Regions from separate parts of the Ovis aries genome. Here region 2 is linked to region 1. A link is a contact called in public Hi-C data. All regions are on one chromosome and are shown on one strand. The core of a region is the stretch at or near the end of the contact, and the rest is flanking DNA. Distances in the headings are between cores, read along the strand shown.

Evidence for each region. Hi-C and Micro-C count contacts between places; a contact is called where the count stands out from the background.
Region 2: a Hi-C map of tail adipose tissue shows a contact between it and region 1, with 5 times the contacts expected there. The contact joins two enhancer-like sites. A contact is called at or near these places in 7 of 16 Hi-C or Micro-C datasets (blood, liver, omental adipose tissue and 2 more).

What each region holds. Positions count from the first base shown.
Region 1 is chr4:95,327,406-95,333,501 of ARS-UI_Ramb_v3.0, forward strand. UBE2H (ubiquitin conjugating enzyme E2 H) reads right to left here. Exons shown (of 7, transcript XM_060414834.1): 7 at 4,379-6,096. Among named protein-coding and RNA genes, the nearest start is that of UBE2H, 100 kb to the right of the region's middle. Within about 2 kb of position 3,851, at least 26 of the 54 cell types and tissues checked have an H3K27ac peak or open chromatin away from gene starts, as enhancers often do.
Region 2 is chr4:95,488,446-95,494,205 of ARS-UI_Ramb_v3.0, forward strand. No RefSeq gene overlaps it. Among named protein-coding and RNA genes, the nearest start is that of ZC3HC1, 24 kb to the right of the region's middle. Within about 2 kb of position 4,011, at least 9 of the 54 cell types and tissues checked have an H3K27ac peak or open chromatin away from gene starts, as enhancers often do.

The DNA of each region.
Region 1 (6,096 bases), core at 2,601-5,100:
GGTTCTTTGGACAGCTTTATTCCTCCCTGCCCCAAAGGCCAGCTGGGGAGGCCGGGAGCAGCAGAGGGTTTGGAGAGTGGCTGGCACGGTGGTAGTGTACGTACCTGGCCTTTGGCGCCTCTGTGCTGAATTCCCAGGCTGCTCTGGGGGCTCTTTCCCTAAAGAGACCACGTTTGAAGAGGTTTATATCCCTACCTCTGGGCCCCCACCCACAGCACAGGGTCCTGGCTTCCGCTGGGGCTTCTCTGTTTTCAGCGGGTGCTGCAGAGATGAGGGATGGTTAGATTCAGGTCGCGGGGCCGGCCTTTTGGGTGGACTTGTTCTGGCCGCGCTGCTGTTGAGGCCGGGTCTCCAAAGTCCCTCAGCTCCTTTCATATCCCAAGCCTGGTCATACAGCAACCCCCCCACCCCGCGCAGATAGAGAATTCTGGGGCCCTGCCTTGACCTTCCGACAAGCCGCTGCTTACTTAAGCAGTCTCATCTGTCGCTGGCCACCAGGAGCCACGGCTAAGGCGACAGTCAGGCTGCGAGGCTCTGGCTCCTACTGAGATGGGCAGGGACGGTCCAGGCCAGGGAAGGGGAGCCAGGGAGCGGCCTCTGTGGCACCAACGGGGGACACCGGGGACACCGGGGGGTGGGGAGGCCCATATCCCAAGCTCATATTTGGTGACCTCACTGCTTTTCTTCCTGGCAATCGCAGGGCACCGCGGGTCTCCCGGTCCCACTCCGGGCGGCTAGGCGGGCGCAGGGTCTGAAGGGCGGGTCCGTCCGGAGCCGAGGCCGCAGCGCAAGGCTCGCGCGCCCTCTAGCGCCGGAGGCGGGGCCCGCTAAAATGGCCAGGGGTGGGCCGCGCCCCTCCGCGCCGGCCTCGGACCCCCGCCCCAGTTGGCCCGCGGCAGGGTCCCCAGACTCGAGGAGGAGGGAGGAGCCACTTCCGTCCCCGCAGGGGACACCTGCGAGCCCCCGGAGTGTAGCTTGGGGTGGCGGGCTCCAGCCAGCAGCGCGTGGCCGCGGGCCGGACCTCGACCCCGGCCGCTGCTGTGATTCGCCCACAATCCCGCTGCGGGGTCCGCACGATCCCAGAACACTCTCCGCGAGTCTGGGTTCTGCGCCCCGTGAAGTCTCTCCTATGATTTGTTCTCTTGTCCTAAACATTCCTGCTCCACCCCGAGCCGTCCAGGGCTGCGCGGTCCAGTGGGCGGCCAACCAGCCACTTGTGGCTCTTGAGCCCGTGCTAGATGGTGACTGAGAAACGGAATTTTTCATCTTATTTGATTGTAATTAACTATCTCAAAACCAGCAGGGTACATTTTTCTGTAACCCAAGCAGGACTCAGTTTTTCAATGTTGCAAATGTAAGCGTCCAGATTGAGATGTGCTGTCTAAAACACCCACTGTATTTCAAAGAGTTAGCATCGCAATAAGAATGCAAAATATCTCACGCATTTTAAAATAGTCATTACACACTGAAATAATATTTTGGATATATCGAGTTAAATAAAACATTACTTTTTTAAAAAGAAATGTGGCTGCTAGAAAATTTTAAATTATTGATGTAGATGGTATTCTATTTTTATATTTCTGCTCTAGGTTTCAATCTAAGTTTCCTGACTCCACTGCAGGGCCCAGAGCTTGGGGACACTGCTATCAGTGGAAATGGGGATGTATGTGGGGAAAGGCCCTGATCCTCACAGATCAAGCCCACAGGGTCTCTGGACAGGTCAGCTAGCCTCACCCGGTCAACCAGGAGGCATCCTAAAGGAGCCCCAGGTGGCAGGATGAGGCTTTCAGAGACCCAGTCGAGCACAGAAAGAACACTTACTTGTCTATGACCTGAAGATGTAGGTCCAGCATGGGTCATGCCACACACTGTGTGCCCAGGTCTCTTGGCACCTCACAAAGAGTTAGTGCAAAGTGGGGCCAAGGCCTGGGTTGCTTTCTGAGGAGCTTCTAGGGCCAGTGTGAGTTAGGATAGCATGCGGAAGCCCCCAGGGGTCACGGCTCATGGTGGTTCTCTCTGCAAGAGAGCGCTGTGGAAGACCTTCATGGGTCTCTGGAATGTCCTTTTGTTAGTAGCACAGAATTCTTTGGAGGAAATCTGTAGAAGTACATTTTTTAAAGGCTTAGCTTTACTTTAATGTACACTTTTACATGTGTGTTTGCAGGCACCTGACCCACTGTTTACAGAGCTGGGAAGAACTGAACTTGGCCTGAAGCTTCTCAAAGTGAGCTGCTTGCTCAGCGCTGGCTGACCTGGGTGATAGGAACCGCGGGAAGGGGAGCTGAGTGAGATCGGAAGGCCAGAACCCACCAGCAGTCCAGCCACCCCTTCCCAGGTTAATCATCAATGATGGGGCGGCCAGAAGGGCTACTTTTTTCTTTGAGGGAGGTCAAGTCTGTTCCTGCCTCCCTAGTCATTTGACACTAGAAGCCAAGTTTGAGCCCCAAAGTGCTCTGAGGAGCCCAGGTTCACAGAAGTGCCCCAACCCTTTTGAAAAATAAGGACCCTTCATTCTATGGGTCTACACACACACCCTACACACACAGTGAGAGGCGACAGGCTCTGGCTCCTTTTACCGTCTAACAAATCCCTAGCATGTGTGACTGCAGTTCCATGCAGTTCTGAGCGCACAAACCCTGTAACGTGAGGCACTGGGGGGCAGGCTGGGCCCCGGGTAGATTGTCCCAGGCTCACTGGGGTGTCTGAATCCCTGAGAAGCCTGTGAGCTCCCCCTAAACAAGGCTGCTTGGTCTGTCAAGTGGCTCCCGGGACAGCAGGACCTTGCAGATCCAAGGACTGTGGGAGCCAAATGCCCTTTGCCGTGGCACAAGGTGGGAGCAGAAAACACCAGGGTCCAGTGTCTCAGAAATCTATTCCATGAGGCAGAACAGCCTTTGGAAATAAAGAGTTTAAAGTAAGCATAAGGGGCTCTGAGCCCATAACTTTCTGTTCCAGGACAATATACTGCAGAAAACCCACATTCCCTTCTCAGGAAAGGGGCAGTGCCTCAGGCAGGCAGCAAGAGCCCCCTGCCACTCAGGAAGCATCTGGACAGAGGCTGAGAGGTAAGTGATGCTGGGTGAGATTATGGTGGGCGGGGGACCTGAGCACTGGACGCACTGAGACTCCTCGTGGGTTTTTTTTTACAGCAGCTGCCTGTGTGGTTATCACCTTGGTTCACATGACCCTTAATTCTTTCAGCTCGAAAATGGGTGCTCTAAACTCCTGAAGGTCTTTAGGTCCCAAACCTCTAACCTCTGGTCTTGAAACCTTGGTGTTTTCTCAGGTCGATACATCTTCTCTCAGGATACTAAGATAGGATATCATTTCAGAGCCCAGATGGAGTTCTGAGTCATAAAGTGTCAGTCAAAGCCTATTAGTTTAGGGACTTGATGTTACAGATGAAGCTGAGGTCCACGGAGCTCAAGGCCACACAGCTGGTTTCAATAGACGAGATGGGACCAGGACTCACAGCGCTGGTCCAGTTCTTTGGTCCCCTACTACCCTGGCTGAGAAGTTTGCGAGCTGTCAGAGCCTGCTGACGACTGTTTTGTCTCTGAGCACTGTGGGCAGCCAGGGGAGCTGGAGATGCTTGCTGGCACCAGAGCAAGGTTCCTAGGTAGTCCTGCCCTCCTCTCTGGTAGATAAAAAGCTGTGCCTACAGTCGAATGCACTGGGATGCAGTGAGGAAAAAAAGGAGTGTGGGGGAGATGAGTAAGGAGAAAACAGTGCGAGAGAGTTGGGGGGATGGGGGCATGTCACCAAAGGAAAGCTCTTCCCTTTGTCTGAAGGGTCTTCGAACGAATGAGGAAACATCGCCACCTGCTGGCTGATGTGGACAAGTGCTTTAGAAAAAGAGTTGAAATGGGCTAACCCAGTGATCAGCTTCCGACCCAACACCCACTGCTTCCTCCCTTCCTTGTTGAGGCAGATGAGCCCTGGCAGGAAGCTGTACTGCCTGTGAACCCCGGGCCAAGGGGGTGCCTTTTGCTCAGGATTAGCTAACAGGGTCTAGAGGTTTGGGTTGAAGATCAACACAGGAGCCACGCCTGCTGAATCACACGGGGTTAGGCCTACAGGACAGATGGGTTTTTCAAGTGGTTAGTAGAGAAACCGCAAAGACAGCCCTGTTTATAGCCAGCAGTCACCTGCCAGTCCAGGCGTAGGGACAGGGCTCTGTAGGTATTCTCTACTGCCTACACATGACCCTCCCTTCCCAAACTAACCCAGTCATCTGCCTTGTAAGAAATTCTCAGTTAAAAAAAAAAAAAGTCAATGTCTGCTGCTCAAAGGAACCAGATGAACAGGGTGGGTGTTTTTTAAAAAATTGGGATCAGCAATCACAGGGGCTATTATCTTATTGATGAAGCTCCAGCCATTTGCCAAGGTATATACACATTTTATTTAAAAAAAGTTTACAGTTTTCATTATACACAACTATTAAGAGGTTATAGTCAGAAGAGGCATTTGTCCTGTTGACAGAAGTGCCCACTAGATCATCACAATGCAAGGAGAAAGGTGGAAGGGAGGACAGGGGGCAAGGAAAAAATAAGTGATAAAAAGCTTAGATTTCAATTAAGGGCTGGTAAATCCCTTTTATCTCTTCAAGTATCACACAATATGTACCAAATACAATCAGTAAATAACGGCCATTTCTTCCCAAGCCCACAGCCAAGACGATTATTTGCTGACTTAAGAGAGTCCTGGCCCTTCCTCAGGTGAGTGGAGAACCTGCACCCCTTCCCCAATGGGCCTCCACTCCATCCAGTCCCTAATGGAATCTCCAAGGTGTTCAGTGGCCAGAGAAAATATGAGCATGGATTCAGAAGTCCAAAGAAATGCAGGTCTGCGTCCAATCAGAAATGATTTGATTTCAGTAAGGCCGTGAACCCAGGCAGGAAGTTATGAGATGAATGAAACTCCTAACTTTTGTTAATGGCTTTCACTTTTCTGATTGAGTCCCTAGAACACAGAAGGGTCACATGCCACTTAAAAATCAAACACTAGTTCCCAGAAAGTTGGTGTCTAACACCTTCCCCATGGAGGCTAGCAGAGGCTCTGTCTCTCATGATTCTCAGCCATCCCAACAGGACGCCTAATAAAAAGCAAGCGTCAGGTCAAGGCCAACTAGGGCTTCTGGGAGCCTTGTGAGGGGGAAAGAAAGATTCCTTCGGAGGGAGACACTCTTCTGGAGCTTAGATCAGCCTGTTGGCAATTAGAACCGCTTTGGAGTGGAAGAAAAATGTTAGGTACTGGAGAGATATATGGCAACTTCTGATAATTATCTCACTAATATGAAACGCTGGTAACCTGCACAGTAACCTCAAGGAGGACGATACAATTGAAGACAAAAACGCATAAATGCCAGTGTTTAGGTTGGCTACCATAAAAAGCAACCCATGAGGCCCCAGTACTGGGGAGGTTGGAGGCCAGTGGGCCGTGGTGCAGCCATCTCGTTTGTTGTGTTTGGTAAGAGATGGAGCTCGGTCATTTGAACAGGGGCAAAATGCTTTGTGCTGATAAACCACAAGGTAGGATTTCAAAAGTGAGGGATACTAAAGAAGGGAAGGGAGACTGCCGGAAGCAGCTCTGATCTACCACTACCACCTTTAAAAATACGCAGCCTATCTGAGGGGCTCTGGATGCTTCTCAAGAGTGTTGCGATGGGACAATGTGGAAAATAGCTTTTGGTGTCATACCACCCTTTGCTCCAGACTCACTCAACCATCTGTTATTGGGGGCCTAGAGTCCTCAGAATCACAGCGTGGCCCTCTTCCAGCTTCCTCTCCTACCTCTCTCAGCACAAAAGTTAGTGTAAAAAGGGAGTCTGTTCAGCTTACTAAAAGGCAGTTTCCCCGTGGAAAGGAAAAGCTCCACACAGAGCCTAGCACATGCATGGGACCAAGGTTAGTGCCCAGAAAGCACAGGCTTGAACAGAACGTGTGTGTGTGGGGGTGCTCCACGTGATGCGGGCAGCTATTCCAGGAGCTTCTAGTGCTCACAGAGAAGCCTAAAGGCACCGTCACCACACAGACTTGGGTGGGCGCACACACACGTGCACACACACACTGCAGCCACACTCATATCAGCTTCTGA
Region 2 (5,760 bases), core at 2,761-5,260, 160 kb after region 1:
TGTCATCACTGCACCACCGCCTTCTGAGAGTGGGCTTGCCAGGCCTGGAGCCAGGACCCGAGGAGGCTGGCAGGAATGTGGCTTTCTGGCTCTGTGTCTTCTTGCCCAAGAAGATCCCTGATGCTTCTAGAGCTGGGCTTGGAGCTGAGTCACCAGCACCTGCACTGTCTGATGACGTCACAGAGGCTGCTAGGCTAAGAGCCCTACTCAGAGCACAGACAGTGTGCTGCAGAGACTCCGGTCAGTCTCTTCCTCCTGACCCAATACCTGCTGTTTCAGTGCTCTCTTCCCTGACGAGACCCCAGGTGAACTGGAGGAACTTGGCCAGGTGTTGAGCTGAAGCCAATGGGATGGCTGAGTGGCTGGATATGCAGCTAAGTGCTGTCATAACTGGCTTCCCAGGTGGTGCTACTGGTAAAGAACCCACCTTCCAGTGTAGGAGATGTAAGAGATGCAGGTTCGATCCCTGGGTTGAGACAGTCCCCTGGAGGAGAGCATGGCAACCCACTCCAGTACTCTCGACTGGAAAATCCCATGGACAGAGGAACCTGGTGGGCTATGGTACATGGGGTCACAAAGAGTCAGACACAACTGAAGCAACTTAGCACACACACATGCGTTATCATACCTGCCTTATTTAAATAATACTGGAAAAAAAAAAAAACTAGTATACCTAGCACTTACTACATGCCAGACACTATTCTAAGGACTTCACATATCTCACTTAATTCTCAGACATCCCTGTGACATAGCTACTAGCGTTATCACCTTTTTACAGATGAAGAAACTGAGGAACGGGGTCTTGGCTCAGAAGCACACAGGTAACCAGGGGATCTAGGGTTTGAACCCAGGCTATGGGATCTGCAGGCCGTGCTCTTACCCCCTCTTCTACTTACTGCCTCTTCCCCCGACAGAGGGGCTGTAGCGGGAGAGGACTGATAATGGAGCCTCGAGATTTCTGGTGCAGCCACAATACCCTATATGCAACCTTGGCCCTCTCTCCCCCAACTCTGGCCTTCAGATTCCTCATCGTAGAAGCAGCCGGTGAGGGCAAATAGTCAGCAACTTGCTGTTGTTTTACATGGCACTGTAGAGTTTTAACAGAGACGGAGGTTTGTGACATTGTACAGCAGACAGGGATCAAGACCATCCCCATGGAAAAGAAATGCAAAAAAGCAAAATGGCTGTCTGGGGAGGCCTTACAAATAGCTGTGAAAAGGAGAAAAGCGAAAAGCAAAAGAGAAAAGGAAAGATATTCCCATTTGAATGCAGAGTTCCAAAGAATAGCAAGAAGAGGTAAGAAAGCCTTCCTCAGTGATCAATGCAAAGAAATAGAGGAAAAGAACAGAATGGGAAAGAAGTACAGATCTCATCAAAAAAATTAGAGATACCAAGGGAACATTTCATGCAAAGATGGGCTCAATAAAGGACAGACATGGTATGGACCTAACAGAAGCAGAAGATATTAAGAAGAGGTGGGAAGAATACTCAGAAGAACTGTACAAAAAAGAGCTTCATGACCCAGACAATCACGATGGTGTGATCACTCACCTAGAGCCAGACATCCTGGAATGTGAAGTCAAATGGGCCTTAAAAAGCATCACTACGAACAAAGCTAGTGGAGGTGATGGAATTCCAGTGGAGCTATTTCAAATCCTGAAAGATGATGCTGTGAAAGTGCTGCACTCAATATGCCAGCAAATTTGGAAAACTCAGCAGTGGCCACAGGACTGGAAAAGGTCAGTTTTCATTTCAATCCCAAAGAAAGGCAATGCCAAAGAGTGCTCAAACTACTGCACAATTGTACTCATCTCACACGCTAGTAAGGTAATGCTCAAAATTCTCCAAGCCAGGCTTCAGCAGTATGTGAACCGTGAAATTCTAGATGTTCAAGCTGGTTTTAGAAAAGGCAGAGGAACCAGAGATCAAATTGCCAACATCTGCTGGATCATCAAAAAAGCAAGAGAGTTCCAGAAAAACATCTATTTCTGCTTTATTGACTATGCCAGGGCTTTGACTGTGTGGATCACAATAAACTGTGGAAAATTCTGAAAGAGATGGGAATACAGACCACCTGACCTGCCTCTTGAGAAAGCTATATGCAGGTCAGGAAGCAATAGTTAGAACTGGACATGGAACAACAGACTGGTTCCAAATAGGAAAAGGAGTAGGTCAAGGCTGTATATTGTCACCCTGCTTATTTAACTTCTATGCAGAGTACATCATGAGAAACGCTGGGCTGGAAGAAGCACAAGCTGGAATCAAGGTTGCCAGGAGAAATACCAAAAACCTCAGATATGCAGATGACACCACCCTTATGGCAGAAAGTGAAGAAGAACTAAAGAGCCTCTTGATGAAAGTGAAAGAGGAGAGTGAAAAACTTGGCTTAAAGCTCAACATTCAGAAAACTAAGATCATGGCATCTGGTCCCATCACTTCATGGAAAATAGATGGGGAAACAGTGGAAACAGTGTCAGACTTTATTTTTGGGGGCTCCAAAATCACTGCAGATGGTGATTGCAGCCATGAAGTTAAAAGACACTCCTTGGAAGGAAAGTTATGACAAACCTAGATAGCATATTGAAAAGCAGAGATATTACTTTGCCAAAAAGGTCCATCTAGTCAAGGTTATGGTTTTTTCTGTGGTCATGTATGGATGTGAGAGTTGGACTGTGTAGAAAGCTGAGCGATGAAGAATTGCTGCTTTTGAACTGTGGTGTTGGAGAAGACTCTTGAGGATCCCTTGGACTGCAAGGAGGTCCAACCAGTCCATCCTAAAGGAGATCAGTCCTAGGAGTTAAAGTACTGATGCTGAAGCTGAACTCCAATACTTTGGCCACCTCATGCAGAAGAGTTGACTCATTGGAAAAGACCTTGATGCTGGGAGGGATTGGGGGAGGAGGAGAAGGGGACGACAGAGGATGAGATGGCTGGATGGCATCACCGACTTGATGGACATGAGTTTGAGTGAACTCCAGCAATTGGTGATGGACAGGGAGGCCTGGCATGCTGTGATTCATGGGGTCGCAGAGTCAGACATGACTGAGCGATTGAATTGAACTGAACTGTAGAGTTTTACGGCTCTACCCTACAAGGAACTAGCACAAATTAAACATTCCCCCCCCACCCCACCTCCCCTTCTTCCTCTGGACCCCCCTCTTGGGAAGTGTTTGCTCCTGATTTTCAAGGGCAGCTTCACGGGTGTTTGCAGCTTCAGGGCCTGTTGCCACTCTTGGAGCAAAGCTGCTTCCCCACTCCATTCCTCAGTTTCCCCACTCAGTTGGGCGGAGACAATAACCTTGTTGTGCTCAGTGCTACAGTGAGTCAGGGTTAATTAGCATGAGTCACAGACCTTGGAATCCTCACAAGAAAAGGGTCATCTGCTGGGTTCAGGCTGCTCTGTGGCCCTGGTGACATAGTACTCTGGCCTGTGCTTCTAAGAACACCTCCTCAAAGCTTCATGAGTGGCTTGCCTAACTTTGTGGGCTGGCCCTTGGGTGACCCAGCCCTGAGTCCTGGTGCTGAGATGGAGCACAGAAGGGCTGCCTCATGAGTGCCAATGTTCCCCACCAACGGCTTTATCTTCCCCTGGGTTTCCTCTTGCAGCTGAATTCCCACTCAGTCAGCTTCTTGTCCTTGTTACTTGTCCCCCTAATCCTGGACACAGGGTCCTAACCCTGACCTTAAACTTTTTCACTTCTGTGGCTCCATTTTCTCCCTCTATCTCTGTCTCAGCGCTTTCACTCTGTATTAGCCTACAGTAGAAACAAGATAGCTTCTGCCTTCAAGAAGTTTGGTTAGGAGAAGACCTGTAACAAAATAAGAACAAAGTAGGAATGATGCTGAAAATGAGACTAAGCCGTTTGGAAAAGTAAATGCTGACTGTCCGCCACTGTTTTTCTGCTAGTGATTAGCCATCAAGTACTGAGGCCAGGTCCACGCGGCAGGGAAGTCGGGGTGGACCATGGGCGCCACCTAGTGGCTCCGGAAGGTACTGCTGCATTGCTGCTCAACATCCATGATCTGGACTCTATGTAGATGTCTTCCTGGTCTGATAATTAGGGAAGAGAGATATCCCTTAGTCACTTAGTATCTGACAAGCCGCCTTTCACTTGACATCTAATTTTTTTGTATGTACAGAATAAAGTTTTCACATCGGGTTTCACACCCATTTTTTTCCCATATTAAAGAAGCAGCCACTTCAAGCACACGGATAATCAAGGACATGGCCCAGCTGAAGAGCCTCAGAGCAAAGATGCACCCAGACATGCCAGTGGAAGGAAAGGGGATGATGGACAAAGCTGCCCAAGCCTAGACTGGAAGGATGAAGGAAACAGGGTTCAAGTTGTGATCCTGCTCTGTATACAGAAAAGGTTGGGGGTGGTAGAAGTGGCCATTTCTTTTTAATGTAGTTTTAAAATAATAAAATTTACCATCTGAACCATTTTTGAGAGTAAGAAGTAGTGTTAACTACATGCATATTGTACTGCGTAGATCTTTAGAACTGTTTCTTTTTGCGAAACTAAAATTCTAAACCCTCTGGACAACTCCGTATTTCCCCCTCTCTCCCAGCAGCTGGTCACCATGTTCTGTTTTGTGTTTCTAGGAGTCTGACTCCTTTAGCTGTCTCTTTTAGATGTAGATGGAATCAAGCAGTATTTGTCTTTTTGCAACTGGCTTACTTCTCTTAGGAGAATGTACAAGACTCCTCTATGCTGTAGCGTATGACAGGATTTCCTTCTTTTAAATTTTTATTTATGCTGAAGGTTCCATTACCTATTTTCCACATTTTCTTTATTGATTCATCCTCTGTGGACATTTAGGCTTCCACCTCTTCACTATGGTGAATAATGCTTCGATGAATATGGGTGTGTATCCATTTCCTTTTTAACAGCTATGAAGATACTCAGCTCAGAGAGGATTTGACTAGATTGTGCGCTCAAGTGAAGGCGGGTTGAAGGTGAATAGAGGAAGGCAGGAAAGGAGGGCCCAGCTCCTCTGTTCTTACTACTCTATGATATAGAACAGGTAGCTTTCCTGTTCAGTCTATAAACTGTGTAGAATGATATCCAGTATGAGCCAGTAAATTACCAAGAATCGTTCTTTTTTACATGCTTACAGATAAAATATAAACCAAAACTAGGCAATGTATGTGGCAGCTTTCAAGCTAACACTTCATTGCGTTCTATCTTAATGTTTTCACAATGCTATTAATCGCTTTTATTGTTTCTCACCTACTCTATATCAAATGCAAACAAAAAGTACAGGAGAAACAAAATATAAAAACTTTTATCTATGGCTTAAGAAAAGAACATAAAGTTTACCAGAAATCTTTGCTAGGCCACAGACTACTGGTTACAGAATTATAAAGATGTATTCATTTATTATTTCAAGTCGCTCAGTCATGTCCGACTCTTTGCAACCCCATGGACTATACAGTCCATGGAATTCTCTAGGCCAGAATATCAGAGTGGGTAGCCTATCCCTTCTCCAGCAGGTCTTCCCGACCCAGGAACTGAACCAGGGTCTCCTGCATTGCAGGTGGATTCTTTACTAACTGAGCTATGAGGAAACGGAAACAAACAAAATTTCATTGCACAAACAGTATGTGTGACAAAAAGAATCCAAAGAAAATTATATAATTCTATTTTAATACTTTGACTTTTGATTTTTTCAAGTTTTCTTCTAGACATGGGTATATAAATCACAGTGGAGATATAAGACCTGGCATTATTTTTCATGGATACTGCAAACAACTTT